4 separate regions of the Mus musculus genome follow, and all the other regions are linked to region 4. A link is a contact called in public HiChIP or PLAC-seq data. All regions are on one chromosome and are shown on one strand. The core of a region is the stretch at or near the end of the contact, and the rest is flanking DNA. Distances in the headings are between cores, read along the strand shown. Region 1 overlaps Fbxo11 (F-box protein 11). Region 2 overlaps Gm31615 (a long non-coding RNA gene). Region 3 has its middle 7.4 kb from the start of Gm4832. Region 4 overlaps Ppp1r21 (protein phosphatase 1, regulatory subunit 21).

Evidence for each region. HiChIP or PLAC-seq counts read pairs in DNA pulled down with a chosen protein or histone mark.
Region 1: a contact with region 4 is called in an H3K27ac HiChIP or PLAC-seq map of double positive thymocytes, with 6 read pairs. The contact joins two enhancer-like sites. A contact is called at or near these places in 2 of 484 Hi-C or Micro-C datasets (bone marrow-derived macrophages and nephron progenitors), 6 of 115 datasets of contacts at active chromatin or transcription factors (T-cell acute lymphoblastic leukemia, bone marrow-derived macrophages, double positive thymocytes and 3 more) and 1 of 9 other capture datasets (liver).
Region 2: a contact with region 4 is called in an H3K4me3 HiChIP or PLAC-seq map of bone marrow-derived macrophages, with 9 times the contacts expected there. The contact joins two enhancer-like sites. A contact is called at or near these places in 4 of 15 datasets of contacts at CTCF or cohesin (the NIH/3T3 cell line, embryonic stem cells, large pre-B cells and 1 more), 10 of 484 Hi-C or Micro-C datasets (the G1E-ER4 cell line, Sertoli cells, bone marrow-derived macrophages and 7 more), 27 of 115 datasets of contacts at active chromatin or transcription factors (the NIH/3T3 cell line, astrocytes, bone marrow-derived macrophages and 18 more) and 2 of 9 other capture datasets (embryonic stem cells and liver).
Region 3: an H3K4me3 HiChIP or PLAC-seq map of bone marrow-derived macrophages shows a contact between it and region 4, with 4 times the contacts expected there. The contact joins two enhancer-like sites. A contact is called at or near these places in 4 of 115 datasets of contacts at active chromatin or transcription factors (the 230-238 cell line, astrocytes, bone marrow-derived dendritic cells and 1 more) and 1 of 9 other capture datasets (embryonic stem cells).

What each region holds. Positions count from the first base shown.
Region 1 is chr17:88,041,571-88,044,301 of GRCm38.p6, forward strand. All of the region lies in intron 1 of Fbxo11 (F-box protein 11), which reads right to left. Among named protein-coding and RNA genes, the nearest start is that of Fbxo11, 23 kb to the right of the region's middle. Within about 2 kb of position 1,376, at least 148 of the 459 cell types and tissues checked have an H3K27ac peak or open chromatin away from gene starts, as enhancers often do. A contact at or near this core is called in T-cell acute lymphoblastic leukemia, bone marrow-derived macrophages, double positive thymocytes and 1 more, where this site is marked.
Region 2 is chr17:88,254,727-88,257,526 of GRCm38.p6, forward strand. The region is part of intron 3 of Gm31615 (a long non-coding RNA gene); the gene reads right to left. Among named protein-coding and RNA genes, the nearest start is that of 1700116H05Rik, 51 kb to the right of the region's middle. Within about 2 kb of position 1,540, at least 289 of the 459 cell types and tissues checked have an H3K27ac peak or open chromatin away from gene starts, as enhancers often do. A contact at or near this core is called in bone marrow-derived macrophages, cerebral cortex, craniofacial prominence and 4 more, where this site is marked.
Region 3 is chr17:88,116,745-88,119,444 of GRCm38.p6, forward strand. No RefSeq gene overlaps it. Among named protein-coding and RNA genes, the nearest start is that of Gm4832, 7.4 kb to the right of the region's middle. Within about 2 kb of position 1,352, at least 44 of the 459 cell types and tissues checked have an H3K27ac peak or open chromatin away from gene starts, as enhancers often do. A contact at or near this core is called in bone marrow-derived dendritic cells and bone marrow-derived macrophages, where this site is marked.
Region 4 is chr17:88,550,020-88,552,719 of GRCm38.p6, forward strand. It overlaps Ppp1r21 (protein phosphatase 1, regulatory subunit 21), which reads left to right. Exons shown (of 22, transcript NM_028658.4): 7 at 643-737. Among named protein-coding and RNA genes, the nearest start is that of Ppp1r21, 21 kb to the left of the region's middle. Within about 2 kb of position 1,407, at least 109 of the 459 cell types and tissues checked have an H3K27ac peak or open chromatin away from gene starts, as enhancers often do. A contact at or near this core is called in T-cell acute lymphoblastic leukemia, bone marrow-derived dendritic cells, bone marrow-derived macrophages and 8 more, where this site is marked.

The sequences.
Region 1 (2,731 bases), core at 126-2,625, 510 kb before region 4:
TCTCTTACCACTGCAACATCTTTTCTCTATACTGTTCTGTCTCACAGCCAGTGCTGTCCTGGAATTCACTTAACAGTCCAGACTGGCCTCAAACTTACAACCTTCCTTCTTTATAACCTAATAGAGAAAACAGATGCACTGAGGTTATAGGCAAGGCCCATCATCCATCTCTTCTTCCTTCTATTAACTCTTTCTCTCTCCTCTGAGACACGGTCTCTTAGACCTCAAGCTGGTCTGAACTTAAACTCACTGTGAAACTAAGAATGGTGCTGAACTCAAAATCCTCCTGGCTTCCACCTCCCAGATCCTAGAATTACAGGTAAGTGTCACCAAGCCTGGCTTCTCAGTTCTTCCCTATTCTCACATCTGTCTTCCTTCTAGTTTCACGTGAACTTCTAGATTTTTTTTTTTGCCTTTTTGAGTTCTTTTCTGAATTTTCACAATTCATATTCCATCTCCTGTTAGTTTACCATATTTTTCCTGAGTTCCTATACTCCTAATTTTGGATCATCTTTTACAGAAACTTTTACAGATTTTTCCAACTCCCGGTACAGCTGTGTATACCTCTAAGCCTAGCTCTTGTTAGACAGAGATAGAGGACCACTGCAAGTTTGAGGATATTCTGGTTTATATTAAGTGAGTTCTAAGACATCTAAGGTACACAGTGAGAGAGACTGTCTCAAAACTCAAATAGGGTGGGGGGAGGGGGTAGTGGAGGAGAAACCACACATGGTAGGCAGCTTACACATCTAATTGAGGGGTCAAGGCATGAGGACCACCACAAATTCTAGGCTAGCCTGGGCTGTAAAGCGAGACCTTCAATCTCATGCATATCACGCCCCCCCCCCCCCCTTTCTAATGCGTCCTTTTGTGCTTTGGTTTAAGTTTTTGCTACCATGACTGCTTTTTAAAAAACAAACACACACAAAACAGAATACACTGGTTCCAAGTGATTGGGCAGGGCAGGTGTCAGAGGGCTGAGACCTCCCAATGCCAGAGACCAGCTGTTTCTGAGCACGTGACTGTATGCTGCTGCACTGCTCTACTTTCTCTTCCTTCTTAGATCAGACTAGATATTCTGCCATGGACTCTCACTACAGATGACTTCACCATGAGCCCCTCCCCACTCCCTCCCTCCAGGAAGCACACACTGTCTGCGCGTCTCAGATGCTTCTGATAGCTGTAACTAATCATAGTCTTTCATTTCAGTGAAAATGAAGGTTAATGGTTTCCCCCCCCCCTTATTCTTCTTTCTTTTTTATAGTTTCTAGAGGAAAAAAAAAAAAAAAAGACCCAGGCAAAGGCAGCTGCTATTTGTACCAAAAGACGGCTAACTGCCTGTGAGTGTTCCGTTTGTCAATGCTGGTTTTGGAGAGACAGAGACTCTCAATACTGAAATTCACAGCACCGTTCTTTTGGTTTTTCTCTATGACACAACTTTAAAACACATGAGAAGTAATGGTGACTCACAGTCTAGTAGTGATTAAGTAGACGTCAATATACACGTGAAGTATTATGCATCCATTAAGAACCATTTTCAAAGAAATGTACGTTTGTATATTTCTAGTGGATAAATAACAATATAAAAGTACACATTACAATATAATGTCTAATACACACAATTTTTACATAGTTCTATGTTTTAGATATTTACTTTCACCAAATGAAAAGAAATATAGTCTTCTTAAGTTTTTTAAATTGCTATTTTTAACTTTTAAACATCCTGAATTAAAAAAAAAGTAAGACTGTAACTTATTACTTATTATTTTCTCTTTCAGAAAAAGACAGGTAACTGCAGCACAATTGGTGATTGACCTTATGTAACAAAAAATGCTGTGCTTCTTAGAAACATTGTAAAACCTTTTATATGAGAGACAATCATTACCAGTATAGTATAATATAGTTAATTAAAACTTCATCCAGGCTGTTTAATCAAAAAGAAATGGTTTCTAATCTACTAACATTTCCTAAACTTCTGTTCTGTTGTATGTAAACTATATAAAGTATCTGTTTAATGAGGTCTATTACTAAGGGCATTAAGACTAAAGGGCATTTAGTGTTTTCCTAGGACAGTGACCAATAAATAATGATTATTATTATGCTCTAAATTGTATTTGTCACTATTATTAGAAATAGTCAACATTGTTTCCCATGTGTCAAGTTAAATAACTGGAACATAATAAATGCTTCCAAAATATCTTGTCATGCTTAAAATAAATTACAGTTTCTATTGTGTATTACAAGTCCATGGATTGATATCATACACTTTTAAATAAGACAAATATGCTCCAGTTAAATATTTAGCTAATTTAACGGTCAAACAGCATTACTGCTTGGAAACCTTTGTCTGGAATGCTGGGGATAGGAGTATGGCTCCTCCCATCTCAATTCTTTTGAGACAATGGTCTCAATATAGCTGGCATCAAATTCACTAGAGGTAGAGGCTGGCCTTTAGGATGGTTCTCAATGCCAGCTTCTCCTGCCTTCACGTACCACGGTCTGGGATTACAAGCCTGCCCCACTACAATCACCAGGTACTTCTGACATCTGTCTGCCTGGATTACCTACTCAACATTGCTAAACCAAACCCCACAATTCAAGATGTCCAGAAGTCTGAAAATTATGAGTACCAACATATGCTATATCAATAAGCTGGAGTTCAGAGCATTCTGGATTTTTAGCATTTAGGATCATGTAAGACAGTAAACAAACCAGTATTATTATATAAAAT
Region 2 (2,800 bases), core at 290-2,789, 300 kb before region 4:
GATTATCTTGAAAACTATTTGTTGCCCGGTGGTGGTGGCACACGCCTTTAATCCCAGCACTTGGAAGGCAGAGGCAGATGGATTTCTGAGTTTGAGGCCAGCCTGGTCTACAGAATGAGTTCCAGGACAGCCTGGGCTACACAGAGAAACCCTGTCCCGAAAATCCAAACAAAGAAAGAAAGAAAAAGAAAGAAAGAAAGAAAGAAAGAAAGAAAGAAAGAAAGAAAGAGAGCTATTTGTTCTCTAGATCAAAATATATCCATCTTACTAATGTTACTACTTTTTAAAAACAGAGATTCATTATATACATTTTAGCAGAATACAATAAATACTTATTATACTAAGTAACAATAATCACAATAATTCGACTTGTAAAATAAAATACAATTAAGGTGGCCCAGGTGCCCAGTAATGAGTTTGAAGTAATGACTCATAAGTGCGAAGACTTCCCTGACTGGGTTTCTAACGTGATTACAAGTGGGTCATAAAAGTGAGTGTGAGAAACTAGCTTCCCAAACCAGGATCACCATTTACTGGAATCCATGAGTTCAGAGTAAGGCAGTAATCTTCTGGGGAGAAATGACTACTGTTGACTCATTAATCCAATAACTCTGTACTAATTACAGTGCCTCAGTTTCCCTATTTTATGAAGTTGTCACCTGCCTGCCGCTCAGTTGTGTTTGGAAAGTCCAGGGAGATAATAGTGTGTTTTGAAAATAAGGAATACATTATAAATGCTAAATAATAATAACAATAATAACAGGGAGTCTCTAATGACAGGGGTCCTTTAATAATACTCATCGAGTGTAATAGCATCACTAACCAGTAGGAACAAGACAGAGTGCGTTTGTCTTCTTAATCATCAGTTTGTCTCATGGGAAATTGGTAGAGAGAGGACTGGCGCCTCACACCGAGCCCCCACAGGCTTGCCAACCCGGTGACTCCTGCCCTCCAACTAGCACCTGCTTCGTTTCTCTTTAAGAAGGCGAGCGGTGTAACAGAAAGAAGGGGACAGAGGTATCCCAGCTCACATCCTAAGCCCAGAGAACAGGATTATAAAGTTTCAGTCCATAGCTGGTTGTAGAAAGAAAAGAAAAATAGGCTTGAGACCAAAGAGAGCAAAGGGCTTAGGGGGACGAAGGACCAAGGTAGCCACGAGGTGGCGACAATCCAGCTGGAAAGACCCGCTCGGGTGGCATAGATGGTTCGCAACCGAGGAAGGAACTTCCATAGACACAAAGAAGGGGTCTTCGGAACGGGGAAAAGGCATTTTGTCTGCTTCGCCGGCAGCGTATCGGGAGTTAGACATGACGAAGGCGACCTGGAGAAGGAGCGAGCAGCTCTCTTGTCATTCCTTGGGCTTCCACTTCCCAGGACCGCAGCCCTTGGTGTAGGGAGAATTTTGTGCAAAATCACCCGAAAAAGGTTTGACCCCCTCCTGCCGCCCGGAGGCCAGCCAGATGCTTCCCCGCAGCGACATTCCCAGGATTCCAGCCCGGGAGAGGACGATTTTGAGCCCAGCCACAGGCCTTGGGCCAGTATCTGGCTGCAACTGCGGGTCGGACTTAGCTCGGCAAGGCAAACCGGCCAGCTCACCCGGGGGCCGGGTCCTTGGAGCCCCTTGGGATCCGACCTTGGGGGAGGCTGCACCCTGGCTCTGGAAAGTGCAGCGGCCGTAGGGCGTGCCCGTAGCTCGGCTGCACCGGGTGCCTGGGAAAATGTCCGGAGCTGAGCGAGGCCCAGGGGGTAGGGGTGGGGGGTGGGGGTGCTCTGCTAGTTTTCTTTTGTTTCAGTGTGAATGTGAACACAACCACACCCTCGTTTGTGCTGGGCAGGAGGTAGCTGGCTTTGAAACTCCACTATTAGGAAATTTGAAATAGGGTTGTTAGGAAACTCCCTCGCAATTCTTAGGGCCGTCCTGGGCTGCCGAGCTTGGGCTCTAGCTGTCTGCCTGGTGCCATGCCTAGCCTACTGAGGTGCTACAATCTTTGGCCTGCCTAGAAGCCATGGGCGAATCCATGGCCCTCCCGCTTGGACCATGGTCAGCGATCAGGAAATCCGGGCAAGCTACTCACGGGCCCACCCCTCTGGGGTGTGGGGCGGGAGCCCTTGAGGAACACATGCCCCCGCAGGACTGCCTTATTTAAGCCCCACAGCATCATCACCTGCATTTTGCAGATGAGGGAAGCAAGCCTTTGGTACTGAGTAATTTGCCCGAGAATCTCAACTCTTAGAGGGGCTGGGATTTTACACTGGACCTGCATTTTTCTCCGAAGCCCTAGGCTATCTATGCTGCCTCCTACAGCCCCGCCAAGAGCCAACTGGGAGAAATATAAATAGAGCCAGGAATGAGCTTAAATTTTGGCAGGACAACCGAGGTTATTTTGGACTCTTCTTGCCTTTGAATGCAGACTGGAAAACAGCTAGTGTAAGCTCCACCTTCATCAACAAATGTTTTCCGTTTGTGTTTTATACCAGGAAACTAAGCACTGAGGTATCCCAGCGAACAGGACAGATCATATTAGTGTGTGATTGCACGAGTGTTTGGTGAGCTAATTATTAAGCTGTTAACTGAAAAACTGCCAATCTGGGCACTAGAGGGAGACTCCAGGCAGCAGGAGGAAGGGCAGTGTTCTTGCTGTAGGCAATCCCAGTAGGTTTCCCCTAGCAGGGTGGTTGGTTCCAATCAGATCTCTCCAGTGTTCCCAGCCAGTCTGTGTGCGGGTCAGCTGTGTCATAACCAGAGCAGGGCAGCATCCACTTCTCTGCAGCCTGAGCTCAGGTACCAGAGTTCTCCTTA
Region 3 (2,700 bases), core at 102-2,601, 430 kb before region 4:
TTCGAGGCCAGCCTGGTCTACAGAGTGAGTTCCAGGACAGCCAGGGCTACACAGAGAAACCCTGCCTCAAAAAGAAAAAAATAAATAAAAAAATAAAAAAACAAAAGTCAAGAAACAAAAACAGAACGTTGTCACAAGAAAATGTTTCCATTTTCTACAATAAGTTCCTATTACATTCAGAGTCAGACATTACTGAAATGCTCACAACAGTCCACTGCGGGAACTGGCAGCAGCAATATTCATTAAAGCACATGATTGAAGACCAAGCACAACCGGACAAAATCAACCTTAAGGCCAGAAATACCGCAACATAAAAGAAATATGCATATCCTGGGAAAATGCACCGACACTTTGAATTATTGGTGCAGTGGGTTCCCTCGGTGAGGCCAGCGGTTGAGGAATTCTTTGTGTCAGCCTCACACAGCACTGATCAGTCAGGACCCTCACTTTGTGCTCTGGGAAAGTAGCCACACCAGCAACTCTAACGGTGGTGCTAGCGTTGCTGGGGAATTTTGAACTCCTCTTTTGAGGGCTTAGTCTTGCTAATAAAAACATTTAGAGATGGACTCAAAAGGAAGCCTGAATACAATTTATTAGCATCTGAGAGAAAAATAACAGAGCTGGCAAGTTGTACCTCCAGCAGCTGCTAAGGGAAGGGCATCGGAGATGGAACCGAGGAAGCCACGCCTTCTCACTTAGGGTCCCGCAAAACAGCAAGGCTTACCAATGGAACTCAGCACGCAGCTTCAAGGACAGGGTGCCCACGAGGCATAAGGGAGGGACTGCTTCAGAGAGTTAGTGTGAAAGCCTCAGGGATCCGGGAAATTGTACATAAGTGTTGGTCAGTAACTGAAAGAAAGAAAGAAAGAAAGAAAGAAAGAAAGAAAGAAAGAAAGAAAGAAAGAAAAAGACAGAAAAGAAATAAAATAAGTTTCTTTCCTTGGTAACTTCTGAGTGACCCAGAAAAGTGGGCAGGCCACAGAGCCACGTGATGGGAGTTCTGTATGGGAGTGAGGCTTTGGGGGCCGGAGGAGTAAGGCTATTATCTCAGTAAGAAGACAATTATTCCTCCCATCTCTTTAGTATGTCTCCAGCTTCCTTAGGGGACCGTAGCCTGAATCAGTTTTCCTTAGGGGAACAACTTCCGGCTAGGTGAGTGATAAATCCAACTGGATTAACTCTTGGGAGGAAACAACAATATGCGATGCTCTAATCTTTGAAGCAACCGGGATGTCTTATCCCAACCTAGAACTAGAGGTATCCCACTCTTCTGACCACAAGGCTAAGGAGGGGTAGATGTGATATTTCTACCAGAGAAACAGGAAATGAAATTGAGGTCCAGCCTGGATAGCCTCTGGGGTTATTAGTCACTGTAGCAATAGGGAACCCATATCTTCTTGATTACATACATACACACATACGCATATAACACATACAAGCATACATGTATAGTGTGTAATATATATGCATATATATAGTCCAGAAGATATATATTTGTGTGCGTGTGCATGTGTGTGTGTGTGAGTCACTATGACATAATAAGCATCTTTCCACCCAAGAAACTGGTGTGCCTCCTTGCGTCAGCCCCCGTGTGCAAACTGGGGTACCATAGCAGCAGGTACATGAAGCCAAATACAAATATTATGTGGGAAGACGGCTCAGAACAGAAGGGGTTAAAAATATTGTCAAATGTATTTCTTTAAAAGTTAGCTATATATTGGGGCTGGAGATGTGTAAGAAGCCCCTTTTGCTCTTTCAGATGATCTGGGTTCGACTCCCGGCGCCCACATAGCATCTCACGAACATCTATATCTCTAGGTCCAGGACGCATGACATTCATTTTGTCCTCCCCAGACATGGGGCATGCCCACAGTATACATGTGGGCTAAATATCCATGTACATAAAATAAAAGTAAGTATTCTAAAACCCCCACAGAATAATTCATTATTAGCTTATTTACTAATGTGTGTGTGTGTGTGTGTGTGTGTGTGTGTGTGTATGCATCACACACATGTATGTAGGTCAGAAAACACCTTTGGTATTCTTGCATTCTACAGTGGCTTGTGGAGATGAAATGCATGTTGCTGAGTGTGTGTGGCAACTGCTTAACCATGGAGCCATTCTGCATCTGATAAGTTTGACAGGCACAGGACAGTGGCTTTCAGGATCCCCAGTTACTCAGCCTTTTTTCATAGATTGGGGAAATTGTGGTAAAGAGCCTGGCGTCATCAAAATAAAAAGGAGAAGAGGAAAAAAAAAAAAGATTTTCTGTCTTACTTACTTATGGTAAAGTCTGCGAAGATCTCGCCATGGCATTATTCCACAAGGTAAAATTTGCAAACCCGGTGTGGTGCTTCCTGTCAGTAATTCTGGCACTCTGGAGGTCCAGGGAGAGGATCAGATCAAGTTCAAAATCATTCTTGGTTATATAGGGAATTTGAGGCTAGCCTGGGCTACTTGAGATCCTGTGTCAGATGGAACAAAAAACAAGTAAACAAAAGCAGCATGGGCTAGAACATTCCAGAAATTCTGCGAACTACAAGGAACCGTCACTTAGCACTATTTAAGAAAGTCAAGTCAGCAATTTAAATGACTTTTCCTGCATATTTGATTCAGTTTCTTAAGACAGTCTGTTTGGCCTGGACCTTTTGTCTCCCAGGTGCTGGGATTAAAGGTATATGTCACGATACCTAGCTTTA
Region 4 (2,700 bases), core at 157-2,656:
GCCGCAGCATCTGACAAAGTAGTGTCTGCTTGGCCTCTGCAGAAGGTCTGGGAAGTCTTACTCTCAGGCCTCCTGGACTGGACTGGGTATTTGTGTTTCTGACTCTCCTGGGACAGGGACTGCCTAATATTCCTCAGCAGGAAACCCGACAAAGCAATGCCAACTTCTTTATGGTATATTTTGAATAAAATTGAAGTTATAGGATCTAATTGAGAGGTTTCTAAACCTCAGAGCATTGCAAAGCAATGTACTAAAGACATTCATAGTCTTAATGTTTTTTTATTTCTTTTTCTTCTTGGTATTTATCTGTGCTCAATGAAACAGAAATCATCAGCCTTTGAACTCAAAAAATAAATTGGTATAATACTTAAAAACTGTGCAGGGATAGCTGAATGCACAGGGGTAGCAGAGAGTAAATCTATGACTCAGGCTGTGCAAGAGACTGGAGCCGTGGCAGATCCCAGAAGTCCCTGCGGCTTTGCATGGGGCTGGTGCCGCCATCACCTTTGAACAGCTCTCAGCAGAGTGTCCCAGATGTTGGCTCAGCTGTCTGAAAGCTCGTTGCCAGCTCTTGGGGTAACAAGCAATTGACGATTCACTGATTGGTAATAATGTGGTTTTGTGGGTTCTTTTTTCTTCCAGTCAATTACAGTTAAAGAATCTTCATGAAGATTTGTCAGGTAGATTAGAGGAATCCTTATCAATCATCAATGAAAAAGTCCCTTTTAATGATACAAGTAGGTATTACATAAACGTAAGTTTCTGTTATTTGTATCTTTGAGTCTATCTGTGGTAGCCAATAAATTAAGATAATTTCTAATCTTCTCAGCTAAACAAACAAATAAACAAACACCCAGATTGACCCAGTGGAGGGCTCTGCCTGGCTCTCCTGATCAGCTGTGGCTCTTTCTTAAATTATCTCTGGAGTGCTCCAAAGCCAGTGTTCTTGGGAGATGGCCAGTGCGTGCTTTTAACTGCATTTCCCATATCCCAAGGTGAAACCTACCTGCATATGAAGTGGTTGGACATTTGCATGAGAGAAATTGTTCAGTGGGTTTGGGGGGTATGTACGAATGCCCACAGTGAGATGTGTCTTTTTGGCCTGTTAGCTTCTGCCTCTGGGGAGTCCCCAGTGACAGGAAGCTGTTGCAAAGCCTAGCTTCTGTTTCCTCCCATTCCTGGGGATGACCTCGTAGCTTCCACATCCTGAAGTGACAAACGAGAACTTAAACAGTGCTCTGGAAGAGCACTCATGTGCCGTTATTTAGATATTTAGCCTTTAGGTAAGAATGAAGTGAAACTCTTGAAAGCAAAGAAAATATTTGTTTGGGAAGCCAGTGGGAAGGCTCAGCGGCAGAGGTGCTTGCTGCCAAGTCTGACACCCGAGTTCAGTCCCCAGAACCCACATGGCAGGATGAGAGCACTGACTCAGCAAAGCTGTCCTTTGACTCCATCTCCGTGGCAGTCAGGGCTTGCTCTCACCTGCTCCAGTAAATAAATGAGTTTTTAAAAATTAGAAAAATAAAAACATTTAAAAGAAACTTTAAATGTGAAGCCTCTAGTCAAGTTAATACTTGCTTCCTTTTTCTATAGCTATGTTTGAAATTCAATTTTCAGTTCCCTTAAATTTTTCTTAGAAAAGCCCAGAGGGAACAAAAAAGAGGAAAGGGAAGATAAAACAGTGCTTTGAAGGCACTGACATCAGTGTTCAGGGGCTGGAGAGAGGGCTGGACACAAGAGCACCAAGTACTCTTTCAGAGGCCCTGGGCTCTGTGACCACCATGCTCACAGTAGCTCACAACTGTATAATGCCAGTTCCGGGGATCTGATGCTGTGAGCATGCACGTGCTACACAGATGTGTATTGTAATTGTTTTTGTGACTAATTGTTTATGGAGGCTAGACACACAAGCACATAATTAAATCAGCATAGGCCATTTCTGTATCAGCAGCCTAAATTTCCCCTTGACAACAGTGCTGTTACCAGCTTCTACATTAAGGTGAGCGATGGCAGTGCACCTCGGCTGTGCTGGGAAGCCCTGTAGGTCATTTCCTCAATACTCTCTGTGTCAGTTAATGAGAGGGTATTGCAACTTTTGGATCATATGCACGTATCCTTCCGTTTCCAATAATTACTTGTCGTCCAGTTTTAGACTATTGTCACACCATCTGTGGGTTGGTTGTCTTTAGATGCTTAGATTCGACTCTGCTGTACAGAACCATTTGGAGTCTCGAGGGAAGGGAAGGCGCCCTCAGTCTTGTGGGTGATTGGAGCAACCTTCTCAGAGGAAGTATCCAGACTTGCATGCAAGAGCCAGTTTTTGTTTTGTTTGTTTGTTTGTTTGTTTTTGAGGAGGCAGGAAAGAACCAAGGGAAGAGAAGCAGGGAATTTCAGAGAGTGTAATATATGGGATGCAAACTACCGTGATGTCTGAGGAACGGTAGTTAACTGTGGCAGTAGGCTCCGGTCAGGGGATGTGAGGGACAATGGCCAGTCAGTTCTAGGGTAAGGACTTAGGACTTATTTACTTATTTACACGGCTTTGAGGTGCAAGGAGAGTTGTTTGAGCCCCTGTCCTGGGATTTCTGCACCTACACGGTTAGTCTGGAGCATAGAGTGGGAGGGGGGAGGGCTTCTGTCAGCCGACATGGAAATGTGGGCCTGAGTGAGCAGGGAGGGACAGGATCTTGTGGAAGAGGA